Regions from separate parts of the Hordeum vulgare genome. Here region 1 is linked to region 2. A link is a contact called in public Hi-C data. All regions are on one chromosome and are shown on one strand. The core of a region is the stretch at or near the end of the contact, and the rest is flanking DNA. Distances in the headings are between cores, read along the strand shown. Region 1 overlaps LOC123449240 (a long non-coding RNA gene). Region 2 has its middle 24 kb from the start of LOC123446750.

Region 1 (6,945 bases), core at 2,831-5,330, 820 kb before region 2:
TGATGTAGTGTAAACCAATTACCCAAGTGGCTGAGAACCAGATGAGGATATGGTGATATGCTGGCTGTCATCGCTGACGGAGACAGGTGGTGCTTCTGTCTCTGTGGACTTTAAATTTTGGCCTTTTCCTTTTAAATGTTCGTCCATCATTATCCAGAATAAATTCCTGCATTACAGCATTTGGAGTCAGAATAAGGTTCTGAAGACACCTGATTGCTTTCAATTCCATACCACAGTGAATTAAATGTTCTGAATATGGTTGCAAGCGAAGACCCTTGTGCTGTTGCTATTTACTGTATTAGAGTAGATCTTCATTCCATGTGCAATAACTTCCGCTATTATGCAAACTAGTAGAACCACAATATATTTCTGGATAAGTACTTGTACGAAAATTGTACTTTCCACAGTAGTGCAATCTTTTATTTGTTTTCTCTTCCTCTGTTGATTGATTAGGCTGAGATAGGTTTCTGAAATGTTTTAGAGAGATTGAAGAGTTACATAGTAAATACACAGCAACCTGAAGTGATGGTGCTCACCCAACAATTTATCAATTACAGTTTCTCTACAAGTAATTTTTCAAAATTATCTAGCCTTGACTGAACGAATGGAAATGAGGTGAGCCATGTGTGCCCATGGCACAAAGTGCCAGCTATCGAACATATAAAGGACGCTAGACTACCCGCCAAACTGGCCGATCTGCGTCGCGGCGTGATTTTGGTTCGCACGATCTACCGTGCCAGGTCCTTTTTACGCTGCTGTCAAAAATCCGACCGCCCATCTTTCTGCACGTCGTGGCTTTGAGTATGAGTGGATGACGTCTGGGCCACCCTTGCGCGCAGGCCCAGCTTTGTAGGATCAAATGATAGAGGCAATTGTGGTCACGCATAGCAGGTCTTAAGAGTACCGAATCCAGCTGGCGGTGGTGGTGGGTGGGGGGGGGGGGGGGGGGGGGGAGATGGCGGGACAAGCATTACACACATATAGCCACACCAGACAGAATTGCCATATAAGTCCCAGCAAATGCATTCACCACTGGAACATATTCTGTTCATGCCTTGTCTTGTTTCAAAAGTTCTTATTGATTCTGCCAGATATTTGCCACTTGATTTGATTTTGGCGCGTCCACACCAACGCGTTTCTGATATTCATTCAGGCACACTGTACTTTTCCCCCATGATCACCAACTGATAATGTGTTGTTTTTCTTATGTAAAAATACGCACCTACTAAATGTGAGATGTGATCTAATAGGTATATTGTTGCATCAGGAATGGCCAGATGGGTCAGTGATCATGTTTCAGATCACGGATTACAATGTTGTTTCCTTTTTTTTTTCTTGAAATCACATGGGGCCTGTTTGGTTTGCAGTCTAAGGTTGCCACACTTAAACTTACTCATGCCACGATGTCTTAGGAACGTATTTGGTTCATTGCCACACTATTTTAGCTACATGGTTCACATGCCATAGACTCGATTTTTTGTCAAATCTTGCCACACTAGTTGTGACCATTTTGTTAGCGACACTGTGGCTAAGCTTAGTTGTGGCAAAGTTTACAATGGCACGTCAGTGGTGAGTTTAGCAGGAAAGGGAGGAAAAGTCTCTTGACTGCAAATGGGGCTAAAGCAGGCTTATCTTAAGGTGCATCCGATACTTTTCTCAGGTCTGGGATAACTCGACTCAGAGGATGATGCTTCTTCCATAATGTTCCCATTCTGTCACTTTATCTGTCCAATAAGAATAACCAAGCATGGCTGTAGAAAAATGTGCAACATGGAGGGGCTCCCTGTTGGCTCTGGTAAATAAGTTGGCCCGGCTTCAGTCTGTTTGGGGCTAGGCATACCCATGTCACAGTCGATATGTCACATGAAGACTGCAGCTGTTTTGATCTGAATCAATCAAGTTTGCTATAGTTCAGATTGTGGCCCTGCTGGGAAACGCTTGCTGTTTTTATTTTTATTTTTTTATTATCGACACGCGCATGCATCTTGCCGGTAAAATATATGCCCTTGTCGTTACTTGTTAGTTTCGGCGCCATGTTTGATGCAAAAAAGAAAAAAGGAAAAATAGATGGGGCCTGCTACGCATCCATCGGTGGATGTTTACTAAGCATCCACCACTTGAAGGGCCGTCCGATCTACACGTAGCTGTCCGATCTGCTTCGACCAGGCACACCATAATTTCTGAAACGATGGCTGAGTTGCAGATACTTTCGCTTTGTTGCAAGAAATAAACTTTAGACCCGTTAATTCCTGAAACAACGGTCGAGTTTCAGAAACAATTTGCTTGTTGCAGGATTTTTTTTCTTCGTCTTTCTGCAACATAGGTACTTTTGCGGAAGAATTTTTTGCAACAAAGGTCATGTTTCAGGAATTTTTGCAATAAATGTCAAATTGTAAAATTTTTTTGCAACGTTCATGGGCGGCATGGGCGGCGGCCGGATGGCCAGCCGGCGTCGCTGTCGAGCGGCCATGCTCCCTCTCCGCCTCCTCCCCTCCACGCCGCCGCCTTCCTCCCTGCGAGCACCTCCCTCTCCTTCACCGCGCTCGCACCCTGCAACTGGCACATCTTCGCCACCGCCGAGGAGGCGCCCGCTCCGGTGGAAGCCGAGGTGGAGGAGGTGGTAGAGGATGCCGCGGTTCCGGAGCTGCGAGGAACGCCTGACACATGCTCACGTGTCGATCGAAGGAGGTGACGGATGTCCTCTGCTCGATTTGCCGGTTGAGGGATAGACTTTTCCAAAATAGATGGAAAGAAAGATGATTACTGATTATTTTCTTTTTGAGACAAGAAAGATGATTACTGATAACAATGCCATGATTGTCCGGAGGATGGAGACCATGTTTGCGTTTGCAGAAATGGGCCAATGCACACTGTTCGGTGGACCATGCGCGTGCGTGGGGATGGTCCTGCGATTTGGTTTAAGCCGTGTAATTGCGATGGCCCAGTTGCACGCCGGTGATGAATTGCAACCTAACAAATTTGTGGAGTCGGGGGCACATGAAGACAGACGCATTTTCGTAGCAGCTGCACAGGGCTAGCTAGCTGCTGGACCGATCGATCTCATCGATCGATCAGGATTACCCACTAGCTACGGCTACAGGCTACTAGCTAGCTTGATAATTGGCAGGCGACGTACTACAAATATGTGTGAAATTGCTTGCATTCCATGGGTGATGGGCCCCTTTGCTGGAGAACTTTCATGGCTGCCTGTGCCTGGTGATCTTTCGGAGCATGTACTACGTACGGGCCAAGTAGAGTACTTACTGTCACTGCACAACCAATGCATGGCGAGCACTGTTTTACGTACCGGACCGTGCACGCACGTACTACTACACCACCTCCCTTCTTCCGATCCAGGAGCAGTGGATGCTGGCGAGTCAATTCCCATCAGATTACTGTGCGCAGGCGCGCGTGCCCGTCGCGTCTCGTCCCGTCTCCGTGTCGCCCGACGAGCGATGTAGTAGTAATAGTAGTAGTAAAATATAACTATAAGTTTTCCCGTGTGTCGGCATGGAACCAACACGGCTACCCCCCCTCCCGTCTCCGTCGTGTCAGAGTGAGACAGGGTCATCCACCGATAACGATAAGCCAATATGCGTGGCGACACATGCATGCATGTCGCTTCAACAATTTTAATTTTTTTTTACCACAGTGTTATCTCTCCACATCACGTCTCTTCCTAGCTGGAATAATAATCGGAGACGGAGGGTAACATGCAATGCATATCCATCCGACGTGCTGATGGATTAACACCACCTGATCACCAATCAAGCGAGATGGAGCTAGCATAGCATAGCGTAGCATATGCGTGGCATTCCGTGCGTGCAGCGCCAACGGCAACGAAGAAACCGCTCCGGCGAGGCGATGGGCGGGCGGTGGACGGCGACGTGACACGGGGCAGGGCAGGCATGGGTGGCTGCCTGCCGCGCGAGAGACAGGGGCCGATAATGTTGTGGTGGCCGGCGGTACGGTGGTACGCGCTGCTACTGGGTAACGAGCGACACGATCCCCCGATGCCTGCCCGCCCGTGTAGGCACCAGCTAGGCAGCCACCACATGGGCGCGATCGCCCCTACCCCTTTCGCCGTGCCAGCCACTGTGCCGGCGCATATGCGTCCATGCCCGCCACTGTGCACGTACCGGCAGCAGATACCATTACCACGGCCCGATTCGTCCCCGCTCCCGTGCACGCCGGGGCCGAGGGGCCACCACTCCGGCTGCCTGCCTGGCTCGTGTCGTCTGCTGAGAGGCAAAACCTTCGAGTTCCAGTACCGGCCAATTGTACGTACGTACTCGTAGCTCCGTCGCGGGCCGGCCTGGATCGCGCGCATCGCGGCCGCTGTAGCGGCGCACGATCCGATTCGACTCGAGTCATGTCGATCGAGCACGAGCAGTTCAATCAGCACGGACGGACGGTGCGTGCGTATATGTATCGACATCTTACTGGATTGGAGGCCACATGCGTGCGCGTCCGTATATGAACATGAGCCTGCTGCCCTGCATCCGAAAAGGATGGGGGGCTGAAAAGGCCAGCGGTACGACCGACGGGCGACGCTTTCCCGATCGATGCAGCCCGCGTATGGGCCGGCCGTACCGTACTGATACGTACGTATACGCGCGCCACGCCGAACGTGCCTGTCTCCTGATGATTCGAATGGCTTGGAGATTGCTGATCATGCAGCCCCCTGCTACCACGCGCCGTGCGTAACCACCCACCAGAGGGATGACATGCAACCATACGTCCATACGGAGTACGTACGTGCCAATTAACCAGGGGTGCACGAAACACGATCGCAGCTGGGGCCAGGAAAGGGGAACGTGCGTGCTCTATCGTGGAGCAGAGCGCCACCTTTGGGGTGTGTGTGCGTACACGTACGTACGTACTGCCCGCTGCGGAATGGGCCGTGGTTTGTTCGCGTGCATGGAGGTGGTGTTCCCCTGCAGCCAACTGCTCCCTCACTGCTAACCAGCGACCAGCAACCATTTAATCACCAGCCTACCTCTCTCTCTCACTCTCTCTTTACGTCTCTGTCTGTTCGTCTCTCCGGCTAGCTGGTAGCGTGAAAATGAACAAAATTAACCCTTCTTTAGAACTTCAACACAAAATAGTCTTAAATTGAAAATATTTCATAAACTGATCCTTTTTTACATGACTCCGGGGCGGGACGCCATGCTAGACAGCATGACGCCCTAGTCCCGGACGTCATGGTAGCGACATGTAGCATGATGCCTCGGGCTAGGGCGTCATGCCAAATAGCATGACCCCATAGCCTGGGACGTCATGCTATCTAGTATGGCGTCCTAGCCCCGAGCGTCATGTAAAAGGATTAGTTTATGATTTTTTTAGATTAGGGCCATTTGTATAAAAGGTTCAGATAAGCGTCAGTTTGGTTCAGGCTGGCCATAGTGGGATATCTTAGATAGTATCATGTACTTGAGACTAGTAAACATGTTGATGTGACAGAGAGTTAAAGAAGAAAGAAAGGATTAGAGTAACATAGGTACATACCGTACCATGTTAAATGCTATGTTTTACTCCCTCCGTTCCTAAATATAAGTCTGTTAAGCAATTTCACTATGTGTCTACATACGGAGCAAAATGATTGAATGTACACTCTAAAGTATGTCTATATACATTCATATGTAGTCCACTAGTGAAATATCTACAAAGACTTATATTTAGGAACGGAGGGAGTATGTGTTATGCATGTCAATAAATAAGGTGACCTATGATACTACCTTATGATACTATGCATTATGAAGGGGTATCAAACGATAGTATCATATGCATGATATTATTATATGATACTTCCCACCATGAGTAGACTCATTTTCACACTGATAACGTGGTACTAATTGTTGTAGTGGCCCAAGATCGTAGTGTGGTACCGCCAAGGGCACACAGTCTAAATAGGCAAGTGCACGTTCCTGTGCTCGAGTCATTGCACATGCACTTTGTGTCCACTCGATTAAACCTGAGAATGGTTATTAAAAAACTAGGTGTAACTGTTTGGTTCTTACTTTGGGTTTGAATGGTTCAGGTTTTATTGGGCTGAACTTTTTTGGTTTGGTTTTGGTTTGGGTATGTGGAGAAACCAGTTTGGTTATAGTTGGATATGGGTTTAAACAGTTTGGTTATTAGCGGTTACAGGGGCGGAGCCAGAAATTTTGGTCATTGGGTTCACTCAATAACTCGCTCTGAGAACTTGGTACTAATATGTGAAGTGTAAGGTCTAATTTTAAATTACCATATAACAAAATTGTAGCACCCAAAAACAGTATAATGAAAAAAAATGGTATCACATATCACACATTGTGTTGCATTATAAAATAAAGAATGCAAGACATACTCGTTCAATAAAATTATAAAATCACTTGTTCATATATTATAAATAGAGTAGTATCAAATAACTTTGTAGCTTCAGGTATAGCTTCTCATCTTCCTGGAACATTGAAAACATGACAAATTAGTTTGACAAGTTTAAAATAACTACTATCAACGAAATAATCTTGTAAAGGTACTCACATTTTATAGGGTCCCCTTTCGATCTTTCACCGCCTTAAAAAGATTAAACACTTCATCATTGGTAATGGTAGAAAATATATCTTTCTCCACATAGTAAATTAGACAATCACTCATGAACTGATCACCCATTTTGTATCGCAACTTCTTTTTGACAACATTCATAGCTGAAAAACATCTCTCCGCTGATGCTGTGGCAACTGACAATATGTACTAGCTTTAAAAGATTATAGACCAAAAGAAACGTAACATGTTTATTTGTTTGCACCATTAGTTTAGCCATATCAGCAATTCCGTCCAAATTGGCAAACCTTTCGTGTGCTCGCACATTGTCAATGTAAGTGCAAATTTAGGACCAAGATCATCCATTTTTCTTGAATCAAAGTCATCCGGATAAAACCCAGCTAGCTTCACTAAGCTATC
Region 2 (7,131 bases), core at 143-2,642:
AAAAAACACATTTTTTTTCATGCATTTTTTTCAAAAAGCTAGGAAAGACCTGTCGAAAACCGAAACACAGAAAGAAAACAGGAAAAAACCAAACTCAAAAACCAAAAACGCGTGCGAAAAAAAAATGAAGTGCCAAGTAACGGTGTGAGGGAGTGCTTTCTGGAAGATTTCCGAAAAGTGGGGATTACCTATTTAGCGCTGCAGGCGCCCGTTTGTGTGCAATTTCACACCACTTGCTGGGCCGGCCCGTCAATTTACAGTTTTAATCCGCAAAAACATCAGTCTTCCTGGGATTCGAACCATACACCTAGAGATTGACGGTTCGTTCGTAACACCACCCATCCACAGACCAAGATCTGCTTTCTTTAGACTTTTTACACCTTTTATTTCTATTCTTCGTTTTCCTTTTTCCATCTTTGTTTTCTGTTGTTTTTCTTTTTCTTTTTTTCTTTACCCTTTACTATTTTATTCGAAATTCCTAATTGTTTTATTCAAATAGAGGAAGTTCTTTTCTAAATCCATGAATAGAACTTTTCAAAACCCGTGAACTTTTTTTCAAATTGAAGAACCTATCTATAAATGGAGGAACTTGTTTTAAAAAATTTATGAACTTTTCACATTTATTCGAACTTTTTATCAAAATCTATGAACTGTTTTTTTAAAAATGAACGTTTTCCAAATTTAAGAAGTTTTTTGAAAATGATGATTTTGTTTTCAAAATCGATGAACTTTTTTTGAAAATGATGAATTTGTTTACAAAATCGATGAACTTTTTTCAAATCGATGAACTTCTTAAAAATGATGAACTTTTTTCAACATCAATGAACTATTTTTGAAATCAAAGAAATGTTTTCAAAATCAATGCACATTTTTCAAATAGATGAACTTTTTTCGAAAATTGATGAACTTTTTTCTCAAAATCGATGAACTTGATTCAAAATCAATGAAACTTTTCAAAATAAATGATTTTTTAAGTCAATGAGCTTTTTTATAAATTGATGAACTTTTTTTCGAAGTTGTGTGCTTTTCTTAAAAAATAACATTTTTTTTTCTAAATTGATGAAACTATTCAAATCCTTGAGCTTTTTAAAAATAATTCAGGAAACTGTGTGATACAGTACACATGTTATAAATAGCGCCACAAGCTTTTCTTGTACTTTTGGCGCTTTTATAATTCAAGGAAGTAGTGTTGTTCTAGTGGTGATGCACACTCGTATGTAAAGACCTTGGCTCAAGTTTGAATTCTCGAAAAGGCCGCTTTTTTGCTGGTTTTTACGCTCTTACAGTGTCTCGAGCGGTCTCACCAAACGCGTAAATCAACCTTATTGGGCCAGGCCCAGTCGGGCAATGCGTGGGCGCCACTAAGCTGTAGCGGCGCTGAAGGCACGGCTTTGGAGTTCTCGAAGGAGTGCTCGCTAATTAGTTGCTCTCGGAGAGAGCTCCTATGTTCCACCCGCCTAAAGACTGGCGCTAATGGGCCGGCCCATTTCGAGCTATTGAACTGCAGGCACACAAAAAAAACTACAAAGTGTTTGCTCGAGAGACTCGAAATCACCACTTTATTCTCATATGCTTGTGGTACTAGCCAACCGAACCGGTGAGTTCAAGTGATATATTCACGGGCGATGACTTAAGTAGCAAACATTAACTGATTTTTTTTGAAAAATCGGCATTGAAGATTTTGTATTATTTGTTGAACATTCCCTTAGTATATGATGAACATTTTAAATTATACACGATAAATTAATATAAAATGAACATTTTCCAAAAATATATAAATGTATACATTGAACAACTTTTGAATATGGATTGAACAATTGTAATATATGTTGAAAACTTTTCAAATACAGATTGGACATTTGTAATATATGTTGAAAACTTTTCAAAAACAGATTGAACATTTGTGTAATATACCACTGAACAAATTTTAGAAAAACAGGAAATACTTCATATACATTAAACATTTTTCTAATATACAATTAACTTTTTATAATGCATGATGAACTTTTTTAATATACCGTTAATATTTCCTAAATATACGATGAACATTTTGACAACACACAATGAGTTTTGATTAATATAGGAAAAGGGAAACAGTAAAAATAAGAAAAAGTAAATCATAAAAATAAACAGGAATAAAATAATGGAAATATAAACAGAAACAGAAAGGGAAAAACGAAATTAAAAAAACAAAAAAAAACAATGGACAAAAAAAACCTGAAGCAGGAACGTGCAGCACCCGCTCGTGTGAACTGGGTCAGCCCACCAGCGCACGGTGCGAGCGGTTCCTCCTCGATGATTCGCTGCGCATTGGCGGGAAATAGGGATTGCCACGGGCGAACTCTATTTAGAGCATCTCCAACAGACGCGTTATACAAGCGCCGCGTCGTAAAAAAGACAGTTTTAACGCGTGCGTAACGCGGCTGGCAGCTCCAGTGGGCGCATGAAAATGGCGCGCGCGTCATTTCCAGTTCAGCGCGCTGGCCGAAACGCAATCTCGCGCCCCTTATTTGCTGCGCCGGCTCCCGCGCGCGCGACTCTCCCGCGCTCGCTCCTGCTCTCTCCCGCGCCCCCGCGCTCGCTCCTCCACTCTCGCGCCGCCCCCATCCGACCGCGCCGCCGCCGCCGCTCGCGCCCCCGGCGACCGTTCAACGCTTCCCCGGCCTATCCCCGCGCCGCCGTCGCCGCCCGCACGAGTGCGAGTGCGACGGAGGGCTGAAAGGGTAGCCCGTTTTGTTGCCTCCTATCATGTCATTCGGCGCCCCGCAACGCACAATGATCTTCAAAAGGATCTGATTGAAGAATGGTGGGCATGGCATGGACGACAAAGAGCATGATTTGATTGCATTATTTGTATTGTATTGTTCATGAACTATTGGTTGTGTTTATTGCATTATTTGTTGTACTGAACGATAAACTATTTGTTTGAGTTGTAATAACTATTTATTGTTGATTTATTTTGTTTGTTTAATCGTTTTTCTCCTATTTTTTAAAATGTATATGTGGTTTATACGTGCTGCTGCATTTTTGGGCACTGCTGAAACGACGCGCGCTGCATTATAGCGCGGCTGTTGGAGCCAGCGCTTATCGCCGTGCTAAATCAGCCGAAGCGCGCGCGGTAAATACATTTTTTAAACGCAGCACGAAGCGCGGCTGTTAGAGATGCTCTTAGCTTCTCACACGCCGGTTAATATCTATTTAGATTCAGTCGTTTCAACCAGCACTAAGAGAAGTTCGTCATTCTCTAGTGCCCACACGCATCTAACCACTGTGCATTCCAGCAACGGTTTTGTTAAAAATCAGTCGACTCAGACTTCACGTTAATTCTACATTAAGATTTATGTAAATTAGTTTTTTTTTACATACTATATTACTTGACTGAGATTTCGCGAAGTCTCAGTCGATTGAGACCTAGACTCTCCCTTCCAGCAAAGAGTGTCCCCAAGAATCCCCGTTCCCACAGATCGCACACGAACTTGACGTGACCATATTTTGATGGTGGACCAAATCAGCAGGCGGTATGGACTGTTGTGCAAGCCGCCAAAGGAAGATTTGAATTTTGGACGGCTCTTGAACCTTCCAAAGTTGACACCACGGTTGTTCTTCTCGTTTAGAAACCGAAGAATCGCCTCGCCCCTCCCTCATGCCAAGACTCTCACCGGAGCTTTGTGGTCACAAGCATCCGGTAGGCAGAACGGACGGAGAAAACACCCCTCGGGTCATGGTTCCATGCCCAAAAGTTCTCTATTTGTCTGGTGGATATCGGGATAGATAAGCTTGCGTCAGTACCAAATTGAATGAAGGTATTTCTTGCCAAGGCCCTATTACAGTCACTTGCGTTGTGCAGCATCAGCTCACTCACAAGCTGAGTTTTTTTTAGTACGACTAGTAATGGGTCTCATGTTATGCTCGTGGGGTAGCCATTTGTCCTGCCAGATGTGTGTTGTTGCTCTGTTACCTACTCTCCTAGCCTAGGCGCCGCCGCCCTTTCTTCCTTCCCTCATCGCCGTCGCCGGGTGACGCTGCCGGGTGAAACCCGCGTGGCAGACGGCGGCGGCGGGGGGACTCCCTCTCTCGGCTCCCCTTCCTCCGCGGGCGGCGGATCTAGGCGGTTGACGGCGGTGTCCTGTGGCGACCGGGGTCGGGCGCGAGAGGCCAGGCCTCGACGAGCGGTGGTGGGGAGCGGGGCGCTCGGCGGCGGCCCTCGGCAGGCGGTGGCGGGCGCTGGGCTAGCGACGGTGCTCCGACGTGTGCAGGCGGTGGTGGCCCGTGTGCGCGGTTGGCGGCTCCCTCTTTGACCCGGACGGCGCCGGGGGTGGCGGCGCCTGCGGCGGCGGTCCTCGCTGGATGCTGGTGGCCATGGTGTTGCTTGTCCTCGACCCCGATCTACTCCGATCTGCAGCGGTTCCGGCCCCTGATGGCTTCTTGTTGGTCTTGGGTGCTCGCCTTGCAGATCCGGTGGTTGGAAAGGTTCTGCGGGAGTCCCTTGGCCGGTGCGGCGGCCATTCCGAAGGCAGCGCCTTTGGGTGTTGTTCCCCTTGTTGGAGGCTTCGGAGAGGATCCCCTTGTTGGGGAACGTCGCATGGGAAACAAAAATTTTCCTACGCGCACGAAGACCTATCATGGTGATGTCCATCTACGAGAGGGGATGAGTGATCTACGTACCCTTGTAGATCGTACAGCAGAAGCGTTTAGAGAACGCGGTTGATGTAGTGGAATGTCCTCACGTCCCTCGATCCGCCCCGCGAACAATCCCGCGATCAGTCCCACGATCTAGTACCGAACGGACGGCACCTCCGCGTTCAGCACACGTACAGCTCGACGATGATCTCGGCCTTCTTGATCCAGCAAGAGAGACGGAGAGGTAGAAGAGTTCTCCGGCAGCGTGACGGCGCTTCGGAGGTTGGTGATGATCTTGTCTCAGCAGGGCTCCGCCCGAGCTCCGCAGAAACACGATCTAGAGGAAAAACTATGGAGGTATGTGGTCGGGCAGCCGTGAGAAAGTCGTCTCAAATCTGCCCTAAAAGCCCCATATATATAGGAGGAGGGAGGGGGACCTTGCCTTGGGGTCCAAGGGATCCCCAAGGGGTCGGCCGAGCCAGGGGGAGGACTCTCCCCCCCCAAACCGAGTCCTACTTGGTTTGGTGGGAGGGAGTCCTTCCCCCTTCCCACTTCTTCCTTTTTTTTCTCTTTCCTTTGATTTTTTCTTTCTTGGCGCATAGGGGATTGGTGGGCTGTCCCACCAGCCCACTAAGGGCTGGTGTGAACCCCCCAAATGCCTATGGGCTTCCCCGGAGTGGGTTGCCCCCCTCCGGTGAACTCCCGGAACCCATTCGTCATTCCCGGTACATTCCCGGTAACTCCGAAAACCTTCCGGTAATCAAATGAGGTCATCCTATATATCAATCTTCGTTTCCGGACTATTCCGGAAACCCTCGTGACGTCCGTGATCTCATACGGGACTCCGAACAACATTCGGTAACCAACCATATAACTCAAATACGCATAAAACAACGTCGAACCTTAAGTGTGCAGACCCTGCGGGTTCGAGAACTATGTAGACATGACCCGAGAGACTCCTCGGTCAATATACAATAGCGGGACCTGGATGCCCATATTGGATCCTACATATTCTACGAAGATCTTATCGTTTGAACCTTAGTGCCAAGGATTCGTATAATCTCGTATGTTATTCCCTTTGTCCTTTCGGTATGTTACTTGCCCGAGATTCGATCGTCAGTATCCGCATACCTATTTCAATCTCGTTTACCGGCAAGTCTCTTTACTCGTTCCGTAATACAAGATCCCGCAACTTACACTAAGTTACATTGCTTGCAAGGCTTATGTGTGATGTTGTATTACCGAGTGGGCCCCGAGATACCTCTCCGTCACACGGAGTGACAAATCCCAGTCTTGATCCATACCAACTCAACTAACACCTTCGGAGATACCTGTAGAGCATCTTTATAGTCACCCAGTTACGTTGCGACGTTTGATACACACAAAGCATTCCTCCGGTGTCAGCGAGTTATATGATCTCATGGTCATAGGAATAAATACTTGACACGCAGAAAACAGTAGCAACAAAATGACACGATCAACATGCTACGTCTATTAGTTTGGGTCTAGTCCATCACGTGATTCTCCCAATGACGTGATCCAGTTATCAAGCAACAACACCTTGTTCATAATCAGAAGACACTGACTATCATTGATCAACTGGCTAGCCAACTAGAGGCATGCTAGGGACGGTGTTTTGTCTATGTATCCACACATGTAAATGAGTCTTCATTCAATACAATTATAGCATGGATAATAAACTATTATCTTGATATAGGAATTATAATAATAACTATACATTTATTATTGCCTCTAGGGCATAATTCCAACAGTCTCCCACTTGCACTAGAGTCAATAATCTAGCCCTCACATCACCATGTGAATTACATTGTAATAAATCTAACACCCATACAGTTCTGGTGTCGATCATGTTTTGGCCGTGGAAGAGGCTTAGTCAGCGGGTCTGCTACATTCAGATCCGTGTGCACTTTGCATATATTTACGTCCTCCTCCTCGACGTAGTCGCGGATGAGGTTGAAGCGTCGTTTGATGTGTCTGGTCTTCTTGTGAAACCTTGGTTCCTTTGCTAAGGCAATGGCACCAGTGTTGTCACAGAACAAGGTTATTGGATCCAGTGCACTTGGCACCACTCCAAGATCCGTCATGAATTGCTTCATCCAGACACCCTCCTTAGCCGCCTCCGAGGCAGCCATGTATTCCGCTTCACATGTAGAATCTGCTACGACGCTTTGCTTGGAACTGCACCAGCTTACTGCACCCCCATTAAGAATAAATACGTATCCGGTTTGGGACTTAGAGTCGTCCGGATCTGTGTCAAAGCTTGCATCGACGTAACCTTTTACGGCGAGCTCTTCGTCACCTCCATACACGAGAAACATCTCCTTAGTCCTTTTCAGGTACTTTAGGATATTCTTGACCGCTGTCCAGTGATCCACTCCTGGATTACTCTGGAACCTGCCTGCCATACTTATGGCTAGGCTAACATCCGGTCTAGTGCACAACATCGCATACATGATAGAGCCTATGGCTGAAGCATAGGGGACGGAGCGC

Evidence for each region. A called contact is a pair of places that touch in the nucleus more often than the background predicts.
Region 1: a Hi-C map of leaf shows a contact between it and region 2, with 4 times the contacts expected there. The contact joins two enhancer-like sites. A contact is called at or near these places in 4 of 6 Hi-C or Micro-C datasets (leaf and seedling) and 1 of 1 datasets of contacts at active chromatin or transcription factors (embryo).

Annotation. Positions count from the first base shown.
Region 1 is chr4H:519,569,101-519,576,045 of MorexV3_pseudomolecules_assembly, reverse strand. It overlaps LOC123449240 (a long non-coding RNA gene), which reads left to right. Exons shown (of 3, transcript XR_006631980.1): 3 at 9-431. Among protein-coding and RNA genes, the nearest start is that of LOC123449240, 6.9 kb to the left of the region's middle. Within about 2 kb of position 4,080, at least 2 of the 3 cell types and tissues checked have open chromatin away from gene starts, as enhancers often do. A contact at or near this core is called in leaf, where this site is marked.
Region 2 is chr4H:518,741,767-518,748,897 of MorexV3_pseudomolecules_assembly, reverse strand. No RefSeq gene overlaps it. Among protein-coding and RNA genes, the nearest start is that of LOC123446750, 24 kb to the right of the region's middle. Within about 2 kb of position 1,392, at least 2 of the 3 cell types and tissues checked have open chromatin away from gene starts, as enhancers often do. A contact at or near this core is called in leaf, where this site is marked.